Linked DNA regions of Triticum aestivum: regions 1 and 2 are each linked to region 3. Evidence: chromatin contacts called from public Hi-C data. All regions are on one chromosome and are shown on one strand. The core of a region is the stretch at or near the end of the contact, and the rest is flanking DNA. Distances in the headings are between cores, read along the strand shown. Region 1 holds the start of LOC123157477 (cytochrome b561 and DOMON domain-containing protein At4g12980). Region 2 holds the start of LOC123155975 (type II inositol polyphosphate 5-phosphatase 15). Region 3 holds the start of LOC123160129 (auxin-induced in root cultures protein 12).

Evidence for each region. Hi-C and Micro-C count contacts between places; a contact is called where the count stands out from the background.
Region 1: a contact with region 3 is called in a Hi-C map of leaf, with 4 times the contacts expected there. The contact joins the promoter of LOC123157477 here to the promoter of LOC123160129 in region 3. A contact is called at or near these places in 4 of 5 Hi-C or Micro-C datasets (leaf and root).
Region 2: a contact with region 3 is called in a Hi-C map of leaf, with 4 times the contacts expected there. The contact joins the promoter of LOC123155975 here to the promoter of LOC123160129 in region 3. A contact is called at or near these places in 3 of 5 Hi-C or Micro-C datasets (all in leaf).

The regions. Positions count from the first base shown.
Region 1 is chr7B:215,879,205-215,883,923 of IWGSC CS RefSeq v2.1, forward strand. LOC123157477 (cytochrome b561 and DOMON domain-containing protein At4g12980) reads right to left here and starts at 2,200. Exons shown (of 3, transcript XM_044575774.1): 1 at 1,425-2,200; 2 at 4-258. The coding sequence starts at 2,045.
Region 2 is chr7B:215,819,098-215,823,213 of IWGSC CS RefSeq v2.1, forward strand. It overlaps LOC123155975 (type II inositol polyphosphate 5-phosphatase 15), which reads left to right and starts at 2,495. Exons shown (of 10, transcript XM_044574147.1): 1 at 2,495-3,669. The coding sequence starts at 2,835.
Region 3 is chr7B:216,074,599-216,078,808 of IWGSC CS RefSeq v2.1, forward strand. It overlaps LOC123160129 (auxin-induced in root cultures protein 12), which reads left to right and starts at 2,565. Exons shown (of 1, transcript XM_044577946.1): 1 at 2,565-3,763. The coding sequence starts at 2,648. The coding sequence ends at 3,433.

The DNA of each region.
Region 1 (4,719 bases), core at 950-3,449, 200 kb before region 3:
TACCTGAACGGTACCAAGAGCAAATACAGCGATCCCGATGTTCCTGTGAAGCGAGTAGGTGATTCCCTTGGACAGATTTCCTAGATGAATACCGGTGGCCCAGCCAGATACTCCCACAGCATACCCAATCAGCTGGCAAGCAACGTGAAGGTAGAACCAAGCAGGGTCGGCTGATTTGAATGTCTTGAGGTATCTAGCAACTATGGCTCCCATTGGGAGAAGAATCCCCCAGCTAACAGCATTCAGAATTCCATGGGTCTGCAGAAGAAGAAAAAACAGGGGTAAGAATTGACAATCTTTTGATAAAAAATTAGTACTCAATCACGGTAACTTCAGTATCCTCTGTTTATATGTATGTATGTGTATCAATGTATCCTCTGTTTTATACTCCCTCCGTCTGGAAATACTTGTCATCAAAATGAATAAAAGGGGGTGTATCTAGATGTATCTTAGTTCTAGATACATCCCCTTTTGTCCATTTTGATGACAAGTATTTTCGAACGGAGGGAGTATGTATGTATGTGTATCAATAGGGACTAGTGGATTTATTTTTACCAGCCTAAGGGCTAAGGCTGGGGAGAGAACTTCAATGTCAATGCCATGAATGAACATGCAGATGTAGCTATCAACAATTAGACTGATCAAAACATCAAAGTCCACCAAGGCAGGAAGAAATCTAGCCAGGCAAGAAAAGTTCAACCCCAGTGTATAAAATTTCAAAGTGCATGGAACAGAAGAAACCATGTGGCATGTGACACACAGAGTCAACGTACCAGGAGCGGATGTATCTTCAGATCGGAGTCAACTCATACCAACAAGTACACTAGTTAATTAGGCATCTGCATGTGCGATTTCACATGGCAACAGACACAGTTTTCTTATGAGGTGTCCGTTAGGAGCACACAAAATTGATGGTATTTCCATGTTCTTGCCACTACACCAGCGTAGTGCAAAACCGATTCATGTGGTTTACTCCTGTTTAAGCATTGCAGTAAACCGCTTCGACAGCTACAGTTACTCGCTCGTGCTCCCTCCGTCCGGAAATACTTGTCCTCGAAATGTTTGCATTTAGACTTATTTTAGTTATAGATACATCCATTTTATCAATTTCTAGGACAAGTATTTCCGGACGGAGGGAGTAGAAAAGTTGAAAATAAAAATAAGATTATAGCTTATGTTAAAAGGTGAAAATTGTCCCCGTTACTTTGCCAGAAACTGCGAGCTTCACAGAGTTTTTTACTCCCCATATTTTGATCATACTGTTGTTTCTGTAGTGAATGTCTCTTGTCGTACAATTTTAGTTTGCGTTACGATTGCCAAACTGAAGCCAAAGTATATAATAAAGCATTTGAAAGGAACGAAAAACTTGCTTATAAAGGCATAAATGTGGAATCAAATCAATAAATTCTGGGTAGAATGCTCACGTTTTTCTTCCTGAGGATGCTGCCTCCGCTGACGGCGGTGGTCGCCCCCGTGACGAGGTTGAGCTTCCCCTTGGCCCCCATGTTGGCAGCGGCCATGGCGTGTATGCCGATGCTCCCGCTCGACGCTGGGCCCACCTGCCAGACCTGGTTCACCTCCCCGGTGCCGTTCTGGAGCGCGAGCTTCCCGAACATCTGGACGCGGCCGTCGGCGCCGACCTCGGCGGCGAGGTCGGACGTCTTGTAGGCGATGCGGCCCGGCGATCCGAGCGAGGTGCCCTGGATGTCGAACGTCTGGACGCCGTACGCGCCGCCGCCGCCCGTGGGCGAGGCGACGAGCGCCTGCGTGCCGCTCATGCCGTCGCCGGTGGGGTTGAGCCCCCAGGCGACCCAGCCGCCGGCCGAGGGCGGCGCGGCGACGAACGCCACGGACAGGGAGGACGCCGCTGGGTCGTAGGTCCAGTGCACGGACGCGCCCAGGGTGGGCAGGTCGGTGCAGGCCGCGTACACGCGGTTCTTGGAGAACTTCTCCGCCGTGCACGCCCCCGCCGCGCCCACGCGCGCCGGCGCCGCGGCCACCAGCGCCGCCGCCGCCAGCAGCGCAAGAACCCGCATGACGGACATGGCCGCTGGCGTCAGAGGACGGGGGATCTCTTCTCCGGTGCCGAGGAATTAATGGGGGTTCAGGCGGGAGGAGACTGGTGGGTGGTGTGTGGGGAAAGAGAAAGGCCTGAGCTTTCTTTCGGGTTGAGAGTCGGGGAGGAAGCAGAGCGTGTGGGAAGCAGGGGAGGAGGTGGCGCGGTTAATAAAGGAGGAGGCGGGGGAGGGGGGCGGTGAGGGTGGGGTGGACTTGGGACGGGAAGGCGGACATGTGGGCGCGTATGATTGGGCGGGGGTTGACGCGGTCTGGGGGCTTTTAGGAAAGGCTAAACACGTTCCGTTTTTACGTCCGTTCCTTGCCGTTTTTGCGCGGCGACTTGCCCAGTTTACTACTCCCTACTTGAACCGTAACGTACGGAAAGATGATCTACTATACTAGTACTAGTAGGAGTAGTTAGGTTCATGGATTTGGTGCATACATTTGATGTCATGACAAATTCCTGCACGACGATGTAGATTCAGGGCTGGCAAGTGCTCCGCTAATTAAGCACAAACACTAATTTGTATCCCTCTGCTGATCTTGTCCTCTCAGCATCTCCACTTAAACGTAGCCTCAATTTTCACTACTCTATGGAATATTTGGAAGTCTAGAGATCATTTTCTTTTCAAAAAGAAAATGTGTACGCCGTTGCATGTATTACTTCCATTCCTAAATATATGTCACTGCCACAACGACATATATTTAGGAACGAAGGTAGTAGTTTATGCCACGAGAGCCACATCAAATGCACGTTCAATGTACCCGCAAAGAAAATGCAGGTTTAATGAAGAATTCTGAAGAAGATAGCGCGACTTCAACAATGTCTCATCCTACGTTACCATGCAATAATACATCTTTGCAATCCACATGCTTCTTGGCTTACGTTGAGGCCTTTAATCCTACGGTGGCAGGAAACGAAGCTTCATAAGAGATGAAGAGAATGACCACTCAATATTCATTCAAACAATGGCCTTGAATGTTTCCCCCCCCCCCCCCTCTATTTTGCAGGTAGAAGCTATGGGTTTAACTCCTAGCTGCTTCGATAGTTAAAGTTTGGGATGGGACTCGCATTCTTTCCATTCCTATTGCAAGATATTGGTTGATGCCGCTGAAGCAAATAATTTACTTGAAAGACCAAGACATTGGAGGACGAGACCTTTACTTGCAAATTTCTTTAATATTGCTTATTATTGCCTCAACTCTTAAAAGGTTGTCACCCATGTTCCTAGGAGCAAACAATCTTATTGCTAATTCTTTGGCCAAAAAGGCTTTCTTGCATAGACCTTCCTCTTGTTGCTCTTTCTTGTGCAGTTAAGCCTCCACATGTAATCTCAAATGGCCTATGAAGCCATTTCTTTCCTTCAGGAAAAACTTTTGTCTGTACACTGTGTGGGATGATAAGTTAATAAATTCTAGCCCACCTTTTGCCAAAAAAACGCAGACACAAATATCGATATGAAAGTTTAACCTTTTGAAGATGAAGTCGAAGAGGAAGTCAATGATCATCATGCTAAGGCAGCTAATCTTTGAAGAGGTTTCAAAGAGAGTTTGAGTATTTCGGTTAATAGCACAAGCTTCTTTGACTTGCATTCCCTCCTACACAAATTTGATGAAACATAAATTTTGGAGGCCCCTTTCATCAAAGAGGAAATTCTGGAGGTAGTAAATCATTTCCTAGCAGAAAAATCTCCATATCTACATGGATTTAACTATGCCTTCCTCAAAGCTTGCTGGCATATACTTGCAGAGGACATTTTCAAGCTAAATCAGATTTCTATGAGGGGATAATGAACCGGAGAAATGTCAATTCATCTTCATTACTCTCATTCCCAAAATGGGCAATCCCATCCTCTCCAAAGGTTTCAGACATATTTCACTTCTGAACTGTCCCATCAAGATAATCACAAAACTTTTGGACAACATATTACAAAGAATCATTCTTAAATTGGTTCGTATCAACCAAAAATGTTTTTTTAATCTGGTGCTATCCAGGATTGCCTGACCTAGGCCTTTGAGTATTTGCATCAATGCTTAGATCCAACAAGGAAGTAATTATCCTCAAACCATGCTTTGGAAAGGATTTTGATCTGATTGAACACAACATCATTTTCTAACATCCTCAAAGCCAGAGGTTGTGGTCATAGATAGATCAATTGGATTTCAAGTGTTTTCCAGCTCTGGGACTTCTTCTATTTTTCTCAATGGAGTCCCACAGAAGCAATTTCAATGCAAGAGAGGGGTTAGGCATGGGAACTCTCTCTCAACTCACATTCTGTGCTACCTGCTGATTTTTTGCAACCATTCTAAATGAAGCTATGAGAAATTCTCTCATCCAGCCACCTCTGAATATTATTGTTTGTCCAGCCTTTCTAGTAATCCAATATGCAGATGACACCATTCTTGTGCTTCCAGCTGAATAGAGGCAACTACTACAAGTTAGAACCTTTTGCTGCACTTTGCTGACCATGCTGGTCTTAAGGTCAATTATAATAAGTCAATTATTTGTGCATGTTAATGTGTTAGAGGATAAGATGGATTTTATTGAGGTTTTAGGTTGTCAGTAAGGTTCTTTCCCTTTTACATGTTTGGGGTTGCCACTCGGTGTTAACACATTGAGAATTGAGGATGTCCCCCGATGATGAAGAGAATTGAAGGAAG
Region 2 (4,116 bases), core at 1,245-3,744, 260 kb before region 3:
ATTAACATACGTAGTACTAGTGAATATTGCTAAGCAAATTGTTGTCATCAATTACATACTGAAACAATGTGTCAATCCCCTAAAAACTTGATGGGCAAGCGTGCGGTAAAAGGAGAGCTCCAAGAGGCTTGTAGGATCCCCATACGCCTCACGGGTTTAGGCGACTAGGCCCTCAAGGGTCATGTCAAGGTCATGTCGCTTTATATTGGTCCAAAGATCATCCCCGTATTTTTGTTTCTTATTTTCTTTCCATAAGTCCAAAATGCATGACCCCGCAAAAAAAGTCCAAAATGCATGTTTGCCTTGAGGAAATAACGGCTAAAAACAGAAACCGATATTGAACGTTTTTATTGATATGATAGTCCAAATAAATAAAAAATTTGCATTAAAAATCATAAGATAGAGACATTTAAACTTCAAAAATTACCGATACGTCAAGGACATATCACCTATCACCACAACTACCATCCCCCCTCCTATAATTAATCAATCTGTTGTAGCCACGACAGCATCAAGCTCAATCCTAGGCATTGTCATGCCTTGATCAAGCATTTGCGCATGTAGCGATTGTATTAACCCCTCGTCGCCATTGTGGGCAACCTCTTTCTCTTCCTCCTCTTCTCTTCATTCTCCTCCCACCGCTCATCTCCTCCCAGTTGATAGAGGCCAAAAGTGAGCGCTCAACCCTTAAGACTAGTAGCCAAACATTTCTTACTATATTTTGCCTTCACACAAACTCTGTTTTCAGGTTTGAATATAAATGTTGTTCTTGTCTTGTTTTTCCTAATTAGTCGAGCACTTCATAATCTTTTGTGTCAAATTTTTTAAATGTGATTTTAATTTTGTGTGCAATAAATGTTTTGTTTAAGCAAATGAGAGCATTATCAAGTTCAAAAGGAAAAATGGAGCATTATCAGCAGATGGAGTAATGAATCTCTAGTACTTAAAAAGAACGTAAGGTTCCATATTTCATTTTCTCCCCATCACCCCTTTGAATAACAATCAGTCCCTTATCTTTGAAAACCCAATAAAGCAGACTAATTACGTCGCATACCTATTTTGCGAGTTTAATAAATGATAAAATATGCTTTATAAAACCAAAACATAATTTTATTTATCTATTTATTTTGCATCAAGATTTGTCTAGTATGATCGTCTTGTTATTTCTATGTGTCGCCGTACTGCAAACTCTATTGCGCATGAACTAACCAAATTAGGTCGTCTTTGTTTACCGAAAGAATGTATTGAGTGGAACTCTATCATGCCGGCTCAAGTGGTTGTTTGTGTCTCGGGTGATTTACCCGAGCACCATTAGTTATAAAGCTTAGGTTTACCCTAAAAAAAGTATTTGCCCCCGGGTAATACACATGCACATGCTTAGTATAGCTAAATAAATGGTTGTCATCAGTTTCATAAACTGAAACAATTTATGAATCCCCTAAAACTTGATGGACAAGCTTGTCATTAAAGGAGAGCATCATGGAGCTTCTAGAATGCTAAGACACATGACCCATACGCCTCAAGGGGTTTATGCGCCTGCCCCCCTAAACCAAGTCTAGGTCATGTGGCTTTATATTGGGTTAAAAAATCACCCTCGTATTTTTTCTAAAAAAATCCACAATTCCAAAATATATGTTTGCCTCGAGAAATAAACGCTAAAATCATAAACGAACATTGAATGTTTTTATATATACATCAGTATAAATAAATATAAAATTCTCATAAAGTTATCAGATGGTGACATTTAAACTTAAGTTATGGGTGCTTTAAGCATGTATCGCTTATCACCATAGCCACCATCTCCTCCTCCTGGAACTCATCAATCTGTTGTAGCCACCAACAGCATCAAGCTCAAGCCTAGGCAACGTTATGCCTCGATCAAGCATTTGTCCATGTCGGATTTGAATTAACCCCATGTCGCCCTCCGCCCACCAGCCATCTCCTCTGAATCGACTGCGGCGGAAAGTGGGCGCTCAATCCTTTAAGACTAATAACCGAACATTTTCGGCTAGATTTTTTTCGAGGAAAGTGTGTGTTTTATTCCTCGGTAATAGAATTACAGTCTGCTAATGCATCTTCAACTACACTCTCAGATACATGGCGCAACCAACAAGCGGTGCTACCACCAAAACGACCAATATTAGCAAGACTATGAGCAACTCTATTTTGATGACACTCGATTCACGGAGATGATTATAGTTTTGTTTTAGTCTTGCTTTTCCTAATTAGCCAGGCATTCAATTTTATAAAAAGCTGTGATTTTAGTTTTTCGTGCAATAAACGTTTTCTTTGAGCAAACATGAGCATTATCAGGTCGAAAAGGAAAAATAAAGCATTATCTGCAGGCCGGGGAGCGAATATATAGCTACAGTAAACGAATGGCTATCATGAGTTGCACACCAAAACAATTTGTCAATCCCCTGCAAGAATTCTCCTTTCCCAATACAGTTGACCCTGATCCATTTGGGAAAGCCGTAGCTTTCAGGGCAGCGATCCCGGGCAGCACCAACCTCCCTCTTCGGGCCGCTTCCAACATCACGGCGAGGAGCTTCCCCACGCCCCCCACTTTCCCACTGCCACGGCCGGTGCCTCCCCATGGACCCCCCGTGGTCCCGGTCCACGAGGCATCCACCCATATAACCAGAAACAAACAGCCTTCCCGCACACTGTCACACCAGCTCCGGAGTTCCCTTGCCTCCACGGCGCGGCGCGGCCTCCCCCTTCCGCCCCTGTCTCCGTCGCCTCTCCTCTCCCGCCGTCTCCGCCTTACGGGCGCGTACGAGCTCGAATCGCCGCCGGACGGACCAGGAGCGCTCGCGCGCGGACGCGAGGTCATGGAGCCCGACGACGAGCGGGGGCGGGCGCCGCAGCGCAAGGGGATATCCTACAGCCAGCCGCTCGCGCGGGACGCGGTGGCGCAGGCGGCGTACGCGCGCCACGCCGCGCTCAGCTCGCACAGCCTTGACGACGACCCCATCGCCTCCGCCTCGGCGCACCGCCACGACCCCGCGCGCAGCGTGTCGTGTCCCCACCAGCTCCCGCCTCACCACCACCACAGCCGCGGCGGCGAGTCCATGTACTTACACGCCGCCTCCTTCGGCGGCGGCGGCGCGGTGACGCTGGAGCGGGCCGTGGCGACGTCGGAGCACGGGGGCAGGGGTGCGCTGCCGGAGTTCGTTGGCGCGGGCGGGGGCGAGGGCATCTTCCGCGTGCCGCTGCGCGCGGCCATGCACCCTGGCCGCCCGCCGGCGCTCGAGGTGCGGCCCCATCCGCCGCGGGAGACGCAGGTGTGCTCCTTCCTGCGGACGCTCGCGTGCGAGCCGCAGCTTCGCCAGCTGTGGGCGGGGGCCGAGTCCGGGGTTCGGGTGTGGGGCCTCGACGAGCTGTTCGCCGGGAGCGTCGTGGGGGCGCGCCGGGGAGACGAGGAGACCGCGCCGTTCACGGAATCCGTGCCCGCGCCGCCAGCGCTCTGCGTCGCGGTGGACAGCGCGAACAAGCTCGTGTGGACGGGCCACAAGGATGGGAGGATCCGGTCGTGGCGCATGGACCTCGCCACGGCGCCGGCAGGTGCAGCAGATGGTGGCGAGAATGCGCCCATGTTCAAGGAGGCCCTGTCGTGGCAGGCGCACAGCCGCACCCCGGTGCTCTCCATGGTTGTCACATCATACGGTGAGAAGCTCGCTTCCTTGATCACCCAATTTTGGTTTTCATTGACTGCTTCGAGCAAAAGCAAATTGTATACTGGATATGAGCTATGAGCATAATCCGGCAATGGCACTCTGCTGAAAGGCGTGATGATAACTGGAAATGTTCAATTTAGCCGATTTTAAGTCATCGCGAAATGCTAAGATTACCTAATTTTACATCATTGGCAAGTGCTAACTTGGCAATGGCGCTTCTGCCACATTTACACCTTTTTTTACTTTAGGTTGGAGTTTTGGACGGTAGAGTTAGCCTTTCTAAAGAATAAAATTAGCTTTTCCCCATACTGACGGACATCCTGGTTCTAATTTTTTTTCTCATAATTATGTAGCAAACATGTCCAACCACGTTGATATTAATCATCAATCAGGTTATTTACAGAAAAATAAGGCAAGCTTGGTATCACAGCCTGGT
Region 3 (4,210 bases), core at 1,315-3,814:
CAGCTGTGCAGTGCTAGTAGTAGCAGCACTAAATTGAGTTGGTTTTTTTTGCCTGCGTTTTGAAATTTCCAGCCGTTGCAATTTGTGCAGGGTACGGTGACATAATTGATTCGATCACAGGCCAAGACAGAGAGGCGGAGCAGCATGGGAGTTAAGAGTTACTGCTGCTGCTGCTGCTTGCACATGAATGCGGCGATAGGGTCAATATATAGATCTAGGACGGCAGGTTGTTTGAAATGGCTCCATAATATATTGATGTGAGATCATGCTTTCATTCCGTAGAGGCAGGTGTGCCGATTCTGCTGACAGCAGATTACCAATAACAAATCACCCTCACATTCTACACGATCAATCAGTCGACTTCGTGTGCAGCCCCACGTTACTCCATTCTGTTACTTGATTGCGTTGTTGTTTCGAAGATTAAGTTAAAGATACAGTATTAAACTCATACGGTCAGATTTTACACCCTGCGTGCTGACTGATTCAAACCAGAAACAATTCGTCCGAAGCAACGTAGAACCCACTCCACTCTGTAGTGTCAGTTCTACGCGCATGTGGATTAAGGATGTCAATTTTACTCATGGGTACGGGTACCCACGGGTACCGTACCCGCATGGGTAGGGTATGGGCACACTTTTATACTCATGGATATTACCCATACCCTACCCCTTAAGTCATGGATAGGGTACAGGTATAGCCTTGTACCCGTGGGTATACCCATACCCTGCCCGCTTTCAAAAATAATGTTAAGTTGTTGTCAGTTAATCATTAATTTGTCAAGTGACTCGTCTACTCCTATTGACTTATGAATATGTTGTGATTTCTAAATTTTGATAGTAGTCTTGTACCCATCTACTTGTTATTGAGCTAAGATATTTGGATTTTTGTCAAATTTCCTATGAATGAATGTAAAATTATGAACAACTTATGTACTATTTGTTCTATTCGTTGGGTACCCAATGAGTATGGGTACCCGTCGGGTATGGGTATGGGTGAAGTTTTATACCCGTGGGTACGGGTATGGGTAGAATTTTGTACCCACTGGCTAGACGGGTGTGAGTATGGTATTGCTCTACCCTGCCCATACCCTACCCATTGTCATCCTTAATGTGGATCGTATAATTGCATCACATAGAGTTCTGAACTGTCACAGCGTGCGTCATCCTAAACGATCTGATACATAACTACATCGTCCGAAGTTGAAAACTGTCACCGCATTCGTCATGGGCGTAATTAAGGAAGGATCATGCATCATCTAACTGTCACAGCATTCGTCATCTGCATGGTGATCGACGGACGGGTCAACCTTCAAAGTCCAAACGTGCGTGCAGGCGCAGCGCTGGGCATGCACGCATCCATGTGCCGCTGCCCCTGGCACGCCGAGATAAATGCAGAGATATACCATATGATATCCACATGATCATCCCTCCCGGCCAAGAAAAAGATATCCAAATGACGGGGACAAGACCTCAGTTCCGTCAACGAGGATAACTTCATATCGCCCGAGCAGTGGCACCAACTCTAGTAACCTTGCATCTTTGTAGAAGTGTTTCCTAAGCTAACCATTGCATGCTAGGTTTACTGTTTCTTTTTAATATCGCCGTCCCTTGTGGGCACGGTCACTAGGCCACAGGAACGTAACATGCACGAGGCATTCAACCAACCAACCAGCCGGTCCATGAGCGTGGAATAGTAGTTCTTTGATCCATGCCGGAAGATATTTCACACGCATTTAACGTACTTGCCGTGAAAGATGAAAAATGATCAGTCCACATGCAACGCAAAACTTGCAATGAAATGAGCCCACCCTCCCTCTTTGGGATTGCCTGCGTTTCTTGGGAAGTTCGGCCAGCTCCCATATGGAGATATCTGTGACCATTGATTGGTTATCTTCTTTCTTTCTTTTAGGTGGCTCTGGTGGTGCGGTGTAGTGCTGCGACTGGTCCGGCTCCGAAAGCTGTCACGTGCATGGTTGCCCGGCGTGCCGTCGACCGCGCCAAACTCGCGCCTCTTCTGCGTTGCCTCCTTCCTCGTTTGGCACAACGGGAATATATCGTGGCCGCGTCCGTGTGGCGCCTTCTGCGCCGAGGCATCGTCTTGTCTGGCTTCAATGGCCTTCCCCTTTCGCGCCAATTCAGTGCGAGTTATCGGTAGCACAAAATACTATACAGACCATGCGTAATAACACTATTACAGTAGTACACTAGTACTCAGTATTTACGTCTTCAGAAATTTCGAGCTGGGCAAGTTCACCGGGTGGCCTGTGCCCAGAAACCCATCTGCATACACTCACCATCTTTGATGGATTCCGTTTGAAACCCCGCCGGACATCCGTGGCCAGCACGCGCACACCAAACTCACAGGAGTCGCAACTCATTTCAACCCATTTTTAATCGCCGACATTCACTGCACTGACCTAGAAAGGTTTCATTAGTCATTACACGTAACCAAATCCAGACCTAGCAACGAGAGAAAACACACATTTAACCACAAACCCACCTAAAATCTTCGAAAATTACGCATAGCCCCACCTCCCCTGTTATAAAACCTCACCCTCACCCGTCCTCACCCCTCCTCACTGACACTCCAAGCACTCGCACGCTCCAAGGCCTCACTCACTCACCAGTGACACCCCGAATCTCGGCGTATGGCCTCCACGATGCCGCACCGCATCGCGCTGCTCCTGCTCCTCCTGGCGTCCACGCGCGCGGCGACCGCGGCCGGCGCCGGCGCCTGCGCGGCCGAGAAGTTCCCGGCGGGGAAGACGTACGCCAAGTGCGAGGACCTCCCGCAGCTGGGCGCCGCGCTGCACTGGACCTACGACGAGGCCAAGTCATCGCTCTCGCTGGCCTTCGTGGCGGCGCCGGCGGGTACCAACGGGTGGGTGGCCTGGGCCCTCAACCCCACGGGCGAGGGCATGGCCGGCGCGCAGGCGCTCGTGGCGCTCAAGGGCTCCGGCTCCGCCGCGCCCACCGTCAGGACGTACAACATCACCGGCTACGTGCCGCTCGGCAAGGCCTCCACGCCCATCGCGTTCCCGGCCACCGACCTCGCCGCCGACTCCGGCAGCGGCGGCAAGATCCGGCTCTACGGCAAGCTGCAGCTGCACAGCGGGATGAAGGCGGTGAACCACATATGGCAGGTCGGCACCTCCGTCACCGCCGGGGCCCCCGACAAGCACGCTTTCGCCGCCGGCAACCTCGCCTCCAAGTCCAAGCTCGTCCTCTCGGGCAAAGCGGCCTCCGCGACCTCGCCTTCGCCGGCGCCCGCCCCCATGGCCGGTGGGCCGTCCGGATCGGCCGGCAGCGACGGCGGCGCGTCGGCGACCACGGCGCCTTCCGCCGGCAAGTCCCCGTCGGGCGCGGCCGCGGTCGGCGTGTCGGCGCCGGCACTCCTTGTGCTCGCGTTGATGGGACTCCTCGCGGTAGTATGATGGCATTCCCTGGCGGTAGCACGAATGAATGAGTACGTACTATAATTAGTGGAGGTGGCAGTGGGCATGGGGAGGAAGCATTTCTCGAACAATATATTGTTCCATTTTTGTCGATCGATCTTGCTATGCTGCCTATTCTTTTTCCTAATTTCGTTTGAAATAAAAGATGGTTTGCGTACTAATTATCATTATCGAGCTGTTGTTTTTAGGTAGAAGTACGTAGTACGTAGTAACGTAGTACTGCTAGCAGTCGGTGATTATTGTAGTACTATTGTGGTCGACATGTCACTGAATTTATCTATGACTAATATAATATAATTTTTATTATCAGAGGCGCAAGTGTTTGGTAGTGCAAGTAGTATCTCTTGCATTCTGTGCAGTGCAGTTGCCCGATCTGGCCTAGTGACACACGCTGATTCGATTTATTTAAAGCCCGGGCACCGAGCGAGAAGCACCAGCGTCAAACTAGGGTCCCTGTCATTCGCGAGATTTTGAAATATAGTAACGCAAAATTCACGGATTAGAGTGTCACGGACACTTATTGTGTGTGAATAAAAACACATGATTTGTTGGGTTTGATGGGAAATGCAGTATGAAGTACAAATGAATTTTTATGGTTTGCAATTTCTACTAATCGAACAACACACCTAGAAAAAAAACATAAGGATTTGAATCCTCCAAATTTTTCAATAATTCTGAATCAAAAAGGCCTTTGCCTTTTTCCCGCGAAAAATAGGCCTTTACCCTTCATTTTTTTTGAAGGGCATCACTTTCATT